Linked DNA regions of Rattus norvegicus: region 2 is linked to region 1. The links are chromatin contacts, called in public Hi-C maps. All regions are on one chromosome and are shown on one strand. The core of a region is the stretch at or near the end of the contact, and the rest is flanking DNA. Distances in the headings are between cores, read along the strand shown. Region 1 has its middle 100 kb from the start of Rxra. Region 2 holds the start of Olfm1 (olfactomedin 1).

Region 1 (3,272 bases), core at 302-2,801:
CTCCAAGGCCCTCAGCATATCCCTGGGTCTGAGGTGATCTCCGAAGCTTTAGGGCTAGCATTTCAGTGATGGGTTGGGAGGGCAGGAGACAGGGAGGTGTCACGGGTCATTCTTTTCATAGCCTGGGGTTCATCGGCCTTGCATTATAGCTTACTGACCCCTTTCATAGCTTGCTGATCCCTTGCTGGCCTCAACTCTGTCTCTCTACTCTGCCTACTTGGGTTAGCACTCCAGGGCACGATGGACTGGGTAGGGCCAACATCTTTTAAGATAGCATTGGGGATTATTGTTTTGTGGGTCAGTTAGAGGCTGGCCATTGCTCCCACAAAGGCTTCATTGGTATCCAGGAATGGCAGGACATACTGTGTGTCACTGTGGACTGCTCTCCCAGAGTGCCTGTGGCCTAGTAGTTCGAGGCCCATTCCTGAGTCTGGGAGATAGTTCTTCTGTAAGGAAGGCCTAACCCAGCATGCTCCTGTGTGACCCTTCCTTGGCTTGGAGGTTCCGATGATTGTTCCCCAAAACTGAGGAGTCCACCCCATCTCTTCTGCTCTACCTGGTCAGGGGCTGCGCTTGTCAGCTGGTGCTCTCATCCGGGTGAGGTGATCCCAGCTGCCAGCTCAGATGAAGACCAATCTTAATGGAAGCTCTAGGCACCACCTCCATAGCATGGAGACCCTAGCTACACGTGTAGTTGGCATGATGCTAAGTCAGTCTAAACACCGGCCTGGTCTTGACCACAGTGCCTTGGTCTCTGCTCAGCCACAGCCTTCCCCATGTGAGCCAGAGGCAGTGTGAATCCCCTGGCCCCTCAGCCATGTCCCCAGGACCCAGGACATGGGGTGGAGAAGACATGGACTTTAAAGGGTGTCTGATGTGCCTGATTCTTTGAATGTGGCCACTCCCCCGCCCGCCAGGCCTGCAGACGTGGCTGCCCCCACACTGCCACGTCGCCACTTCCACCCTAGCCGGCAGGAAGCTGTTCGCTCTCGCTCCCTTTTTGTAAATTTTTGGAGGGTTGTTGTTGCAGGGAACATCTGGATGGGGCCCAAGGAACATAATAAAAAGGAGAGAGGCCTGGGGGAGGAGCGGGGGCTGGAGGTCGGAAAAACCATCTGACTTCGCTTTGCGGAGACAGCTGCAATTATGCTGCCGAGGCTTTTGCAGCCGCTTCAGACCACGCCGCTGACGTCAGTGGGAAAATATGAAGCTCGCAACGCGCCATGGTTTGGTGACACAGAACATGAAATACCTCCCGAGCTCTCTCCTAGCCCTGCTTGGAGTGGGATGGCTGATGGGTTTCCCCGGAAGTGCAGAGTCCAGGGTCTCTCTCTAGGGCTGTCCTGGGTTCTCTTATCCAGGCTTTCCATGTGACGGAGGCTGGGCAAGAGCTTCACCCCATTCTTACATCGCTAGTTCCATGGACCGAAGCACCCTGGACTTTTCTCCAGCAAGCCCTGTCATCCCTCCTTCGCCCCCACGGCCTGACAAGGGCTATGGCCTTCAGGGTGTTCTTCTTTTGGTGTCCTCCGGTTCCAGCAACTCTTCCGTGCTTCCTGTGGTTTTATAGGGCTGTGTGTCATGCCTCTCATGGTGTCCTCAGATCTTGGCTGCCATGTACCGTGGGGAGGAGGAATGCTGTTCACACGACGCTGTCCTTCTGTCCCTCCTGACCCAGAACAATTCTGAGCTAGGTGCCGTACCCGTTTGGTCTTTGTGTATGAGGAGGTACCACAAGGACACTGGCACATGCAATCAATCATAGGCTCAGCCCTCCAGGAGGGGTCCCCAGCCTCCCCCGTAGGCCTGCTCACTTTCTGCCATTGCAGTCAGGCTCCGCCGAGTGGAAAGGCTGCTTGTGAGGATGTGTGGGACACAGGTCCTGTCATCTTTGTGCATGGTTACAGACATAGGTCTGACAAACAGCTTCATACTGGTTTTAAGAATGTGACATAGCATTGTTGATGAAGATGCCCACTGCACAGGGCAACAGTGTGAGCGTCTGTGGAGGGCTATGCTTGGGGACACAGCCCTGCAGGGTTCAGGCCCTATAGCTCCTATAGCAGGGTTGAACAAACCTGTGGAATTTTAGGTCCTGTGAGCCATTCCACAGCTTGATGGTGCACTTTGTAGGTGGGAAAGCTCAGGTCATACCGTTTGTCACTGGACTTAAGTTGGCTGGGCCCTACTGACTTCTGTCTCTGCCAGGATGAGAGGCCTAGGTCCTATTGGCTACGTAGCTGACCTTAGGGCCCTGCTTGGAGCAGCCCTCACTGTGACAGGAGCCAGGGCCCAAGCAATCTGACAAGAAGCCATCTGGCAGCAGGGACCCTTGAGTCACAGCCCCTGGGAGGCCTGAAGGCATTTTTTCCCCTGTGGAAATAGCTGCTGAGCTTTTGACCCTTCCCACTGCCTTTGGGGGCCCTGAGGTTGACCTATGCTGTTGTTCTCCACTAGTGGGGCTGACCACCTTTGTGGGACTTTCAGTCAGCCTGTGTTGAATCCTGAGCACCACTTAGTGGCAGACATCTGGATTTGGGTCTAGTCGTGCCAGCAAAGGCTTGTCCTTGGAGCCTCTGTTCTGGCCCCTGTCTGACAGAGCCTCCTGGGTAGGCAGCATGGCGGCCATCTTAGACAGGCCTACAAGAGGATTAACCTGATTGAAGTTATCTCCTGTGACCTGCTCAAGGAGAGGGGAGGGCTGGTAGGCCTTAGGGAGTTGTGTTTGTTCTCCTGAGGCTGGGAAGTGATGTCTGCTGAGTGATGCTACTGCTGGAGCAACCGCTCTGAAAAAGTTCCCAAGGAAGTCTTGCCCATTGTTGTGGGAGGCACCTATCTGTCTTGTGTCCCCATTAGATCTATGCTGGGGACCCCGAGTGGTCAGTAAGAGCCTCCACAGTATGCAGGAAGACCTTTGTGTCTGCCAGAGCGAACTGAGATGCACTAGCCCCTGATGCTGAAGTTGTAGCAGGGGCTTGGGAAGGCCGGGAATCAGCATGAGGGCTGAGACGCACTCCCACCCGCCCCGCTTGCGACTCTTAAGGCTTGCAGGGGATGATGGACTAAGAGGCTGCCCTGGGCTTCAGGTGCCCACGGAAGCCATGACCACAGGACAGGAAAACTTTAAAGGGAATTGGCTTCTGCAGCTACCACCAAGGAGAACCCTTCTCCAGAGAGCCCACCCAGGCTGACCCAGTCCAGCCTGACTTCCTCCTTTGCGGGATTCTGCTGAATTCAGCACGTGGACCACAGGGACCGACAGCTGTCCTGTT
Region 2 (3,272 bases), core at 558-3,057, 440 kb after region 1:
TAATAACACACCACAGAGGAAAGGTACTATTGTTAAGCCCATTTTACAGATGAGAAAGCTGAGTCACAGTAAGGCTCGTGGAAGTTTATGGCAGAGCTCTGCTTGACCCCAAAGTCCCTTGACCTCTGGGAGGGACATCTGCCCACAGACAGTGGGAAAGGCTTACTGGTGCTTGGCCATGGAGTGTGCCTAACAAAGACAGTTATGGTCACCATGCTGCATCTGGCACGGAGCTTAGTGTGTGCTGCACCTTGTATCTTGCACCAAGTGGGTATTCAATAAAAGGGGTGGCTCCTGAGATGGCTTGAGAATTTTGAGGACTGGACTGGGCTGGATTTGAAATTGTTGATAAACATTAAGTGCGTATTACCTTTGTGTCGTCAGAAGCAAGTGAGTAGACACACAGCCACGGCCCTGAGTCTGTATGGGGAAATGCACGGCAGGGGAAGTAGGGCATCTCTGGATGCTGAATCCAGCAAGACCACTGGGTGTGACTGGTCTGCAGTACCAGCTTTCACTGAGAGATGGTGCCCTTCCCTAACAGTTGTAATTTGCTGGCATCTGACCCAAAACCGAAGGCACCAATGAATGCCATGCATTAACCAGAGAAACAACTCCAATTGACTTCTAGAGCCAGCAGGGCTCACACCCAGCACTCAGGCCAGAATCGTCTTGGCTGTTGAAGTTTTCTCTGCAAATGGGTACTGAACACAGAGAGACAAGCCCCAGGAAGATGTCATATCCCTCTTGGCAGCCACCAGGAAGCCTGCCTTTGTTCTGACGTCTCTTCCAAACCCCTTTCAGGGAGTCTATAATTGACCAGGTGGGCAAGAGTGCAGTGGGAGGTAGGAGGGGTGCGAGTAAGCTGACTTTCCCTGCCTGGGGCTGGAACAACTTGGAGGAATGCCCACAGGATCTGGCTTTCCTCACCTTAGAGGGCTGCTTCAAAGTCAAAAGCACTATGAAGTTGTTTTTGCCGGCTGTGCTGCTGGGCTGAGACTTACAAGTCTTGGCACAGACACTGCTGAAGCTTGCCCTGCCCCTGAGCTGTGTCTCTGAAAGGGACCCCTGTCCATCTAAGCCTACAGCATGGACATCAGATACTCTACCCTCCGACGCATGTACCACAGCCCACAAGCAAGGGTGTGGTCCCTCTAGTTCCTCTTGAACCCTACGCTTTCCGCAGTTCCGGATGGTAGGTGGGCACACTCTCTTTCATCCCCCGCTGTGCACAGCGGGCATACCATCCCCCTCCAGTCAAATCCAGTCAATCCCCCTCTGTTCAAATCTGCTCCCAGAAACCCAAGGTGTTCCCCCGGCTAGGAATTCCAACTGCCCCTTCCTTCTGAGGTAGTTGTCCAAGATTCCCAGCAGTGTCTTTCACTTTGTAGCTACCTCTTTACTCCAGCGCTGGCACTAGAGACTCCACCCAAGCTCTATTTTCCCGCTGGGGCTCAGGAGGCACCCCAAACTGACTGGACTCCATCCACCTGCAGCAGGCCGGGCCTCGGCGAGACAGAGCCATGAGGGTGACCAAGAGAGTTGGGGAAGGAGGGCTGTGAATGGGTCCCATGCGAGATTCTTGAGGTTTTATTTATTGTTTTACGGTTTTATCCATCCTCCTGGATGACCCTAACTCTTCGGCCGACGAGTTTGCAGACCTCGCTGCCTGCAGCCAGGGGGCAGCGCGGAGCCAGAGCTCGGAGGAAAAATCCACCCATTTCCTGGGCAGATTGCGTCGGCCGCCGCCCGGCCTTGTCCCCGCCCCCCGGCCGCGGCCCCCGCGCACATCCCGCGCCGTGCTCAGAACCTGGTGGCCCTTCTCGACAGCGGAGCGCGCGGGGACGCTGCAGCGGCGGGCAACGCGGGCAGGCAGCGCGCTCCAGGCAGGGCCGCCTGGTCACCTCCCGGCGCCGGGGCGGCGCGGCGATGGCCAGGGCGCAGAGGGAGGCAGAGACGGGCGGGCGGCGGCGGGCGGAGGGGGCGCGGGGACGCGGCCGGGCGCCCCTGCCCGCCCTGGTGCCCGCCGCCTAAGGCTGCCCGGGGCGCGGGAGCCGGCGCCGGCGCGGCGCGGGCGCAGGAGACCACTCGAGGCGCGATGTCGGTGCCGCTGCTGAAGATCGGGGTCGTGCTAAGCACCATGGCCATGATCACCAACTGGATGTCCCAGACGCTGCCCTCGCTGGTGGGCCTCAATACCACCCGGCTCTCGGCCGCCAGCGGCGGGACGCTGGACCGCAGCACCGGCGTAAGTGCGCCCGCCTTGAGCCCTCGCGGCCCCTCCTCCCTTCTGCCTCCTCTTGGGTCGAAACCCCGGGCTGGCCCAGCGGTGCGGCACTGGATGGGGTCACCCTGGGAGGGAGGGATGCAGGGACCGGGGTCACGAGCCCACCCTCCGCCCTACAGCCTAGCAGCGACTCCAGCTGCGGCCACCACCCGCACTCTGGCGTTTCGGGGCGATGCTTCTTGCGCCCGGTCCCCCTGAGGGGCTTGAGGACACCAGCTCTGCTGGTGGTGGGAGGGGTTCAAAAGTCCAGAGTCCTCTTTCACTAATTTTAGGAAATCTTTCTTTGCAAAGCTTAGAAAACTGAAGCTAGGGACTTGGGGACTTAGCCAAGGTCACTCAGTAAGTAAGGGGTGGAGATGCTGCTTAAAGCCCTTTGTGGGCTAGGTCCAGCCAGGACTCAGCTCGCCCTACTTTGTAAAAGGCGGACTGGACCGGCCCAGATCAGAGCTTGTGATCTCACTCGAGTCCCCTAAATCCCAAGGGACCCTTGTGTTCCCATCCCGGTTCGAAGATCTAAGCATCCACTCCGGAGGAGGTTGAGAGGAGCTGGGCGGGACCCAGCTACCCAGCTGCCCATCTGCCTTCACCCAACCCCTCTCTACCGGCCTCTGAAATGGAAATCACAATCTCCATGTCCTCAGCAGCTTGCGGGTGGGGAGCGGTGGCCGGGGTTTGGGGTGCAGGGTCTGGGTAAGGATGACTTCTGTGATAGATGGAGACCACCGTTTAATGAGGGGACCTGGCCTAACCTTCTCTGTGGAAAGGACAGGTGGCAGGTGACGGATGAGTCTCTGACCCAACTGCCACCATCAATGACTCTTATTGGGTCTGCCTCTCCTGTTGTTTTAAAATGAGTTTCCCTAGTGCCCTAGTGCCAGGAGTGATGTCCCACTCCTTTAATCCCAGGGGCAGAGGCAGGTGGATCTCTGTGAGTTTGAGTCCAGCCTAGTATACAGAGTGAGTCCCCTGACATTCAGAGCTATGT

The links. Hi-C and Micro-C count contacts between places; a contact is called where the count stands out from the background.
Region 2: a contact with region 1 is called in a Hi-C map of Schwann cells, with 14 times the contacts expected there. The contact joins the promoter of Olfm1 here to the enhancer-like site in region 1.

Annotation. Positions count from the first base shown.
Region 1 is chr3:31,485,875-31,489,146 of GRCr8, forward strand. No RefSeq gene overlaps it. Among named protein-coding and RNA genes, the nearest start is that of Rxra, 100 kb to the left of the region's middle. Within about 2 kb of position 1,552, at least 19 of the 93 cell types and tissues checked have an H3K27ac peak or open chromatin away from gene starts, as enhancers often do. A contact at or near this core is called in Schwann cells, where this site is marked.
Region 2 is chr3:31,929,529-31,932,800 of GRCr8, forward strand. It overlaps Olfm1 (olfactomedin 1), which reads left to right and starts at 1,808. Exons shown (of 6, transcript NM_053573.1): 1 at 1,808-2,248. The coding sequence starts at 2,099.